Linked DNA regions of Mus musculus: all the other regions are linked to region 2. Evidence: chromatin contacts called from public HiChIP or PLAC-seq and capture Hi-C data. All regions are on one chromosome and are shown on one strand. The core of a region is the stretch at or near the end of the contact, and the rest is flanking DNA. Distances in the headings are between cores, read along the strand shown. Region 1 has its middle 38 kb from the start of Gm23349. Region 2 has its middle 9.3 kb from the start of Gm34229. Region 3 has its middle 6.6 kb from the start of Gm23349.

Evidence for each region. HiChIP or PLAC-seq counts read pairs in DNA pulled down with a chosen protein or histone mark. Capture Hi-C pulls out chosen DNA fragments and counts their contacts.
Region 1: a contact with region 2 is called in a capture Hi-C map of bone marrow-derived macrophages, with 3 times the contacts expected there. The contact joins two enhancer-like sites. A contact is called at or near these places in 5 of 484 Hi-C or Micro-C datasets (the N1E-115 cell line, bone marrow-derived macrophages, liver and 2 more), 2 of 115 datasets of contacts at active chromatin or transcription factors (microglia and pancreatic cancer cells) and 1 of 9 other capture datasets (bone marrow-derived macrophages).
Region 3: a BATF HiChIP or PLAC-seq map of CD8 T cells shows a contact between it and region 2, with 13 read pairs. The contact joins two enhancer-like sites. A contact is called at or near these places in 3 of 39 promoter capture datasets (3T3-L1-derived adipocytes, the HPC-7 cell line and liver), 7 of 484 Hi-C or Micro-C datasets (the C2C12 cell line, the N1E-115 cell line, Th1 cells and 2 more), 3 of 115 datasets of contacts at active chromatin or transcription factors (CD8 T cells, effector CD8 T cells and fibro-adipogenic progenitors) and 1 of 9 other capture datasets (bone marrow-derived macrophages).

The regions. Positions count from the first base shown.
Region 1 is chr1:184,616,832-184,619,759 of GRCm38.p6, reverse strand. It overlaps the pseudogene Rpl21-ps1. Among named protein-coding and RNA genes, the nearest start is that of Gm23349, 38 kb to the right of the region's middle. Within about 2 kb of position 1,504, at least 47 of the 459 cell types and tissues checked have an H3K27ac peak or open chromatin away from gene starts, as enhancers often do. A contact at or near this core is called in bone marrow-derived macrophages and microglia, where this site is marked.
Region 2 is chr1:184,439,942-184,442,937 of GRCm38.p6, reverse strand. No RefSeq gene overlaps it. Among named protein-coding and RNA genes, the nearest start is that of Gm34229, 9.3 kb to the right of the region's middle. Within about 2 kb of position 1,702, at least 161 of the 459 cell types and tissues checked have an H3K27ac peak or open chromatin away from gene starts, as enhancers often do. A contact at or near this core is called in CD8 T cells, the HPC-7 cell line, Th1 cells and 2 more, where this site is marked.
Region 3 is chr1:184,572,243-184,575,045 of GRCm38.p6, reverse strand. No RefSeq gene overlaps it. Among named protein-coding and RNA genes, the nearest start is that of Gm23349, 6.6 kb to the left of the region's middle. Within about 2 kb of position 1,530, at least 20 of the 459 cell types and tissues checked have an H3K27ac peak or open chromatin away from gene starts, as enhancers often do. A contact at or near this core is called in CD8 T cells, the HPC-7 cell line, Th1 cells and 1 more, where this site is marked.

The sequences.
Region 1 (2,928 bases), core at 255-2,754, 180 kb before region 2:
TCCAGAACTATAAGAAATGGATTTCTACTGTTTAGGCCACACAGACTAGATCAATTTTGTTATGGCCTCTACTGTCAGTTTTGACGTTCAACTTGATACAACCTGGAATCACCTGGGGAGACTTTTATTCCCAGTGAGAAATTATCTAGAACATGTTGGCTAATGGGAATGTCTGTGAAGGATTTTCATGATTGTTAACTGATGTAAGAAGAGCAATTACACTATGGGCAGAACCATTCCCTAGACAGGAGAAAGCTAGGAAGCAAGTAAGTAGGCACCACGGTTGTATACGTTTCTGCTCTTGATGGCAGATGTGATGTGGTTACCTGCTGAAGCTCCTGTCTTAACTTCGCTGTTATCATTGACCATATCTGAAACTGTCGGACAAATAAATACTTCCTTCCTTAAGCTACTTTGGTCAGGGTATTTTATCACAGCACCAGAAATGAAGCTAGAACATCGCCCAAGCTGGATATGACATAGACACAAAGTGTTAGTAGTACATTCTTTGTTTCAGTCATAACAAGAAAAGTGGTGGGGTGAGGGATTGGGGGGGAGTGTCCTACTTTAGGATTAGGCAGAGAGAGACAAGTGCCCCCACTAAGTGTTCAGATGGCTCCAACTTGGAAGCCTGGGTAAGTGATTGAATCTTCAAGGATGGATGGAAAGGAGACTGGCCCTCTTGGAGAGGGCACTCTCCCACCTGTTGAGCTGCTTACATGCTGTACTGTATGCTCCAGGTTCCTAGATTTTGAGCTGTTACTTATGCTGGGGTTGTCTTTCATCATGCAGCTATCTTTGAATCATTTCTCCTCCTGCAAATAATCCTTAACCCATATTTCTGTAAGTAACCTCAACAAAATGTGTTATTAGTACACCAAGTTGGACTTGGGGGGTATCTATACTGTGGTTTGTCATGGACTCTCTGTCTGGGGTGAGTAGATGTGTGGCGTCTCCTATGGAAAGTCCTGCCACACAGCAGTCAGTGTTAGCAGATGGTTCCTAGGAGTTAACACAGGACGAGTGTGGTTACAGTCAGATGGATGGCAAACAAGGTCCTGATTATTGAGCATGGGACCCGGTGCAGAGACTGGTTGGGTCTGGTTCTGGGTGGGGATGACCAAATCACAATGCCATGGGATTTTGTTTTCTTTGCACCTGATCACAATTCTAGTTCTCGGTGAAATGGCAAATACAGAGGAATCTTACAAGCTATAGACAGAATGTTGAGCAGTGATTTGTTGTGACATTGCTTATGTGTGTTCATTGTCCCAGATCACTGTGTAATCTGTATATGCAACAAATCCACTTGATCAAGGATTTGGAAGTTAGGAGCTAGATATTACTGTGAGAGAAAGAATTGGTAACCTAGAGGCTCAAGCTATTAAACGCATAATGATTCACTGATGGGTGTTTGAAGTACCCCTCCCCTCCCCCATGCTCTCTCAGCAACTTCCTCTCTTTGTCTCAAGAATGACATCATTTCCTCACTGGCTGTCCGTTCTACATGATTCTCATGTGATTGGGCAACAACAACAAAAAAATGTCTACCTCATCATAGCGTCCAGTAATACTCAGTCTCTTCCAGGAAAGTTTCAAAATGAGACAACTGGATGGAACAAAAGGCAGAACCAGTTACCACATTTTTATGGTTCTAAATGTGAATGTGAATGTCACTGTGCCATGTCCTGTTGCCCATTTCCCTCAGCTTTCCTAATCATGGCGGAGTTCTTACTCCATTGATTGAATCATTTCGAGGGACAAATGGCTCATTAGGAAACAGGATTGGGTCACTGAGATGAGGCCAGGGTGCTGGTCGGCTGGGAAGAAGGTTTGAGAGTCTCAAGCCCTGCAGGCAGATCAAGTGATAAACGAACGGGTACCAGCCAACAAAGAGACATGGCAACTAGCAGGTCAGTGGAGCAAGGCTGTGGGAGTTAATCAAGAGTGGCAAAGGCAGCTCGTGTCTATTGAGGCTACTATACCTTTTTTTTTTTCCAGTCCTGGTCCTTTATTTCATTTTTGTACATTAGGCCATGAATTCGTATGGAATGGGCTCCAACAGCTCAGGCTCTTTATCGTTAGTCCTCACAAAGTGTGCTTCTCTGGGTGGCGCAGGCTGGCGCTTCAGCTGCACCCAGGTGCCCTTCTCTTTGGCTTCCTTTTTCTTCTGATCGTTCTCCTTCACCCGCTTCAGGAAGCTGTCTCTGCTCTTTGAGTGCTTGATGTGCTCAGTCCACACACTGGTCCTCTTGGCCAGAATCTTGCCCTTAACTTGCTTGTTTACCATGATACCTACGGGATGCTGGGTGACATTGTAGACTCTTCCGGTTTTGCCGTGGTAGCACTTATGGGGCATTCCTTTTTGAACAGTACCCATTCCCTTGATGTTCACAATATCACCCTTCTTGTAGATTCCCATGTATGTGGCCAAAGGAACAATGCCATGTTTCCTAAAAGGCCTAGAGAACATATACCAGGTGCCTCTCCTCTTTCCCTTTGTGTTCATCATTTTGGGGAGTTACTGGAAGATGGCTGCCCGAGGCTACTATACCTTATGCTCTGTTTTGTTTTTCCCTTTATACATCTCCTACTCTGACGTGAAGCTGAAGTTAATAAACCGAGCATATACGTCTAATACTCACACCGACCACTTAGACTCAAGGTTGCTAATATGATTTCACAGATGCAGAACTGAAGGTTTTGAGAGGCAGAACCTTCCATCCCATGGTTAGTGGAATGCGTAAAGAAAGGGCAGGGTCCAAGTCTGCACACTATTCACCCACCATCTCCTCCCACATCAGTGTACAGGCTCTGGTCGGTTAAGAGCATTTACTGATCTTGCAGAAGACCCAGGTTCAACTCTCAGCACCCACATGGTGGTTTGCAACTGACTCTGCCTCCAGTTTTGGAGGATAGAACACCCTC
Region 2 (2,996 bases), core at 453-2,952:
TGCCTTGAATTCCTGGCGGGTCTGAATGCCAGACAAGTGTCCTTTGCACAAAGTTATGTTAGCATATTGTGTCATACCTAACAAACTTTGGAAGAGAAAAGTGAATGTGTACACCCATACAGTCAGAAGACAGGAGAGAAAAGGAAAGCTGTCTTTCTTATCCCACTGTCCCACCCCCACCCCCAATCATGCCAGCCCTGTCCCTTTCTACACTGGCTACTTCATAAATCTGTGTGGCAGGCTGTCTTTCTGGATAGTTCATTTGAGCATCCCCTAGCCCACAGAGCATTGATATTTGTTTCTTGAGTTTTCTGAAGTTGAGGAGAACCTGGCTCACCAGCAGGAGGTTTTGCTTCATTTTTCTGTCTCCTTCAAAACTGCCCTTTCTTGTTCTAGAGTCTCTTCTCAGTAGCAGAGTCTTGTAGTGGAGTTTTATTACACATTAAAGCTGTTTTAAGCCGTTTACAGACAGATGTTCCTCCCAGACTGTGCAAAATGTAAAGTCATACCTTCCAGATGCAGGAGGAGAGAGTTTGTGTAGCGACAAAGGGAACAGGTGAAGACATCATTGCTCCTACTCCCCTGTCCCTCCTCTTTCCCTCCCCACCAGATGAAGACCTGGCTTTCTCTCTAGGTGGCTCCTTAAGAGCTTTGCAGGATGAGGCTGGAGAGATGCCTCCTCATTTAAGAATACCTGCTGCTCTTGCAGAGAACATGAACTCAGCTCTTGGCACTCACATCAGGTAGCTAGTGGCCACCTCCACCTGTAATCCTAATTCTAGGGTACCTGACACCTCTGGCCTCTGAGGGAACCTGCACTTAATGTGCATATATCTGTGCACATGCACAGGTGTGCATGCATGCATATAATAAAAATAAGCCTTAAAAACATCTCTATAGGAACAGGGGCAGTCTGGCTCGTGGCTTAAAGATATTTCTATACTTCCATCAAGAGATAGCTCTGCTATCTTCTGTGTGTCTGTGAGCTAAATGGTATGCTGCTGCCTCCAGCCACATGATGATGGACATTATGCTCTGAAATGAAACATTGTTACTGGATGGCTTATAAATCATCTTTGAAATTCATAATGAAAGCAACTATTTCTAGAAAAAAAAAACCCACATGTCCAAGATGGAACTCCTGTTGAATTCCTGTATTGTGCTTACTATACACAACCAGTATAACATTAATACAATATAGCCACTGTTATTTATCAAATCCTAAATGGCATTTTCACTTCATCATTTAAAATGAGCCCTGTGACATTAGTAAACTCCCTTTGGCTCTTTGGGCATCCATTTTTACCTCTATAAAAATACAAAGAGCTGATAAATCAGTCTCCCGTGCTTCCTACAGCGCTGCCTGCTACACACCTCCACACCCAGCGTCTGTGGCCATTGTTCTGATTTGGATGTGGTGGGGTAGGCAAGCAGAATCCACAGTTGGGCCCCAGTCTTGAGTCAGCCAGCGGGTTCAATCACTTCCGCTTCCGCACGGTAACTGGAATGACTCAAAAGAAACCCGATAGACCAGATGAGCTCAGTTTTCACTTCCTGCTCCAACTGACTTCACAAGGCTTTTATGAGCAATTAAAAGACTAGGGAGAAAAGAGAAGGCGAATCAAAGGCCCTAGTCCGTCCATTCACAAGTTGAATAATTACCCGAGTCATTAGTAAACTGTCCCTCATTCCCCGTTAGCTTGTGCCCAGCTTCCGCTCCGTAGAGTGCCTTTAAACTTCCATAAGCTTGGCACTGTCAAGGAGGTGGTGGACCCTCTGTGAGGGCAGCAGCTGAAAGCAGCCCCTCTGGATGGGATTCCAGGAGGAAGAATGACTCGAACAGAGCCACGCCTCCTTACATCCTGCATTCTGGTGGGAATGCATGCGCAGTCTCGTAACTGCTATGCGTGACAGTATCCCAGGAGACGTTCTCACACCCGTGGTCATAAAACCTTTTACACTTATTTATTGGTTATAGCGAATGGGTTATGTGAACTGAACAACTTTAATACTTTGATCTGACTAAATTAAGAAAGAACAGGTTTATTACCTATTTTGCTGGCTTACTGATTAAGGATAAAACTTTAATACAGTATAAAAACTGAGGAAGGTTTCGTATTAAGATCTAGTCTTTGGGGCAAACAACTCTCAGACTCTCTCTGATTAAGAAAATTTGTATTTTTCTTTTTTAGATACATTCTTTTCTCACTCCAGGATCTTCAAAAAAAAACTACACTGCACAACATTTTTTTAAAAATCATTTTAAAGACGGGATCTCAGAATGCACTTGGCATCAGAGTCACTCAAATATGATTACTGAGCCTCTTGACTCAGTTTCCCCAGTGTTAGGACCATAGGTGTATGTCTGACTGCAGCCACCTTGAAGAATAGTTAATTGGTATTTTTCTGATGCATCTTTGTAAAAGACAGATTACTTCTCATGCCAATGAACTGGCAGGTTCTCCTACCAGAAATCACTGGAAGGATTTCTCATTCTGTGTCCCAATTAGACTTTTATTGCTGTGATATATGCCACTACCAAAACCAACTTGGGAAGGAAGGGATTTATAATTTATAGTTTCTCATGAAGAAAAGTTGGAGCAGGAACCTGGAGGCAGGAAATTACAGAGATCATGGAGGAACGATTGCTTACTGGCTTGTTTTCCATGCCATCCAGTACCACCTGCGTAGTGGTGGCACTACAAGGGACTGAGCCCTCTTACAGTGAACATCAGTCAAGAAAATGCCATAGAATGGGTGGTAGCCTAAATCTGTGTGTATGTGTGTGTGTGTGTGTGTGTGTGTGTGTGTGTGTGTGTGCCTGTGTGTGTATTATGTGGGTGCATGCATGTGTGTATGTGTGTGTGCCATTGTGTGCATGTGTATGCCTCTGTGTGTGTACTTGTGTATGCATGTGTGTGCATGCATGTGTATATGTGTATGCATGCATGTGTGTATGTGTGTACGTGCACACGTGAGTGCATACCTTTGACCCA
Region 3 (2,803 bases), core at 281-2,780, 130 kb before region 2:
TTTGAGCTGACAAGATTTATATATCCACTGCAAGGGCTTCATGCACTTAGCCATCTCCCCAAGTCTCTTAAACTCTGTTTAATGGAAGGAATATATTTCCATAGTAAGCTTACAGATGACTTTAGAGAAACACACAGAGCAAGGCCCTGCTTTTCTAATTTGTTAGGTCAATGTCTCAGTTACTTATCTGTCAACAGCCAATAGTTTCTTACTTATTAGTGTGGAATTTTCTATGTATGTAAGCATTCCTCCCTTTCCCTCTGCCCTCTTCCCTTCCTTTCTTACCCCATCTCCACTAACGTTTGCTGAGCATGTAGTATTTCCTGTAAGTCATGTTGTGGGTCTGCATTTTGCCCTGCTGTGGGCTAGCCTGCGTGCTGTCAGGTGCTGGGCTCAATCGAAGCGCTGATACACTGCTCAGGGAGGGACACCGAAGCTGGGTTCCCTGACTCCCGGGAATCCAGTCACCTCTGGAAAACTGCACAGTGGAGTCAGGAACAGAGGGCCGGAGGTCCATGGGTTAGCGCCGAGGCCAGGGCCTAGGGCTCCCAAACTCCTGGACATCTTGACGCCATTGGGTCTCAGGGAGCTGGGAATGGAGTTGGAGTCCTGAGGGCTGAGGATGATGATGAGCCCAGGGCCAGGGGAATGGGGAATGCTGAGTTAGCTCATTTGCTATTGTCCTTAGCTTAGCAGTGGTTGTCTGGGAGCACAAAGGGGCCTTCTGTAGGCTGTGGCTCTGTAGGCAAAGGTATTTTCCATGTTCCCCACAGTGGTCCTTGATGGAAGAGACAGTCCTTGGTTCCAAACAGTTTATTGCTTGTTCATTGTGGAAAAGGGGTGCATACCACCTTCTCAGGGTGGACCAGAGATTAAATACCTTTTGCAGGAAGGAATGTCTGGGAAGGGAAGCTTATTGGTTAAACCTCCAGGGCATCTAGATGCCTTGTTAGCATGTAGAATTCTGTTCTGGGCTACTTGAGCGACATGGGTAGTGTGGCCACGTGTTCTGGGCCAGGAATCTGGCAGGGATCAGGGAGACACTTACCCTCTCAGGTGGGTGCCTGCGTGCCAGGGTCTCAGACCCACTCAATTCAAGTTTCTTGGCATGGTTCTTTGTTGTACATCTTGTTAATCTCAGATGGTGAGTGTTGCAGCTCTTATGAGATGAAGGCTGTGGTTTTCTTGCTCACTTCTCGTGTCCATGAACAAAGATATTTTTAAGAGGTAACTATTTTCAGCTGAAAGCAAACAGCCTTTTAAAAAGTGTCTCTGTTTCCTTAGGTGCAGACATTTTGGAAATGCCAAATTGAAAATGCATATGCTCCCGTGGAAGAAGCAAAGGGGGTTGATTTGCTAAGTGTGCATCTCTTTGTTGTGGCTCAGAGATCTGAGCGTGGTTTCTGGGAAACCAGGCAATGTGGAAATGAAAGAGATTCTGTGTCTCGAATTGCTGAGCCACCACTGGGCTGTCAAACACAAACATAAGTTTTGCCAATTTAAAGTGGAAGTCTGAGACGAAAGTCAGCTGGCAGTTATCTGTGGCTTCCTGCTGTTACTTGGTTTCTGGTTAGCTTCAGTGAGTTGCTGAGAGGAGAAGAGTTATGAGCAAACCACCCACCTACCCAGTGACATATGGAAGGTGCTACATCGTTGTCCTGTCTCTTTCCCAACCTTGAGAGGGCTGGGGATGCATGCGGCTCCATCTTAGAGCATCTGCGAAGTACTCGTAGAATCCCGAGTCCCATCTTCAGCACCACAACTCTCTGCTTGAAGAACAAGTGTCAGTACTTGTCTTTTAGGCAGGAAGTGCCCACAGAGCTTGTCTATACAGAAAGTTGATGCACACAGACAGGGGTTGGGTGGGGTTGGTGACAACGTGTAAGAAGGTCATTGTCAGAAGATGATGGATCCATGGAACATTGCTTTGGTGAACCTAGATGGCCCATGTTTGCTTGGGTAGCCGAGATTCCAATGAGCTTCCTTGATTGCTACAATCACTTGAGCAAAATGGTGAACTGTTTGGGGCTCTTGGGAAGATGCTCTGCTCTCATCAGGAGCCCTCCTCTAATAAAAATGTTTAGATCATAAGAGATCCTGATTCCGATGAGTGTGTTGTTCATTCCCCTCACTCGGCAAAGCCTTCTAGGTCGTCCTTGGTTTCCCATCATTCTGCCTGCGCTGGCACAGATAAAGTCAGCCAGGAGAGGGGATCAGGGACGTGTCCATTAAGTGCAGGTCTCTGCCACAGAAGAGTTAGGATGAAGTTATAGAAAGAACTGGTTTGGGGCCAAGTTGTAGAGTGATGGACATAACAAGGGTTGAGAGCAGGAGGCAACATTTTTTTTCCTTCTTAAAGGAAAATTGGACAATTATGAAATAAACTCAAGATGTGTGTGTGTGTGTGTGTGTGTGTGTGTGTGTGTGTGCATTGCATGTATGTGTGGGCATATACCTGCACCATTGCCCTCCCCCTCTCTCTGTGTGTATGTGTGTAAGCTAAAGGTCAGATATTTTCCTTTCTTGCTTTTTCTATTAATATTTAAGATCTCTTATTGAATGTGGAACTCACAACTTTGGCAAAACTGGTTGACCATTGAGCACCCAGTATCTCCTATCTTGGTCATCAGCTCTGGGGCTGTGGGTACTTAGCATTACATCCAGATTCTATGTGGATGCTAGGGATCTGAACTTGGATCCTCATGGCTATACAGCGGGTTCTTCACTGACTAAGCCATCTCTCCAACTTCGGGCACTTTGAAAGAAAACTGAGATAGCAATGTCTATAGCACATGTGATAGCC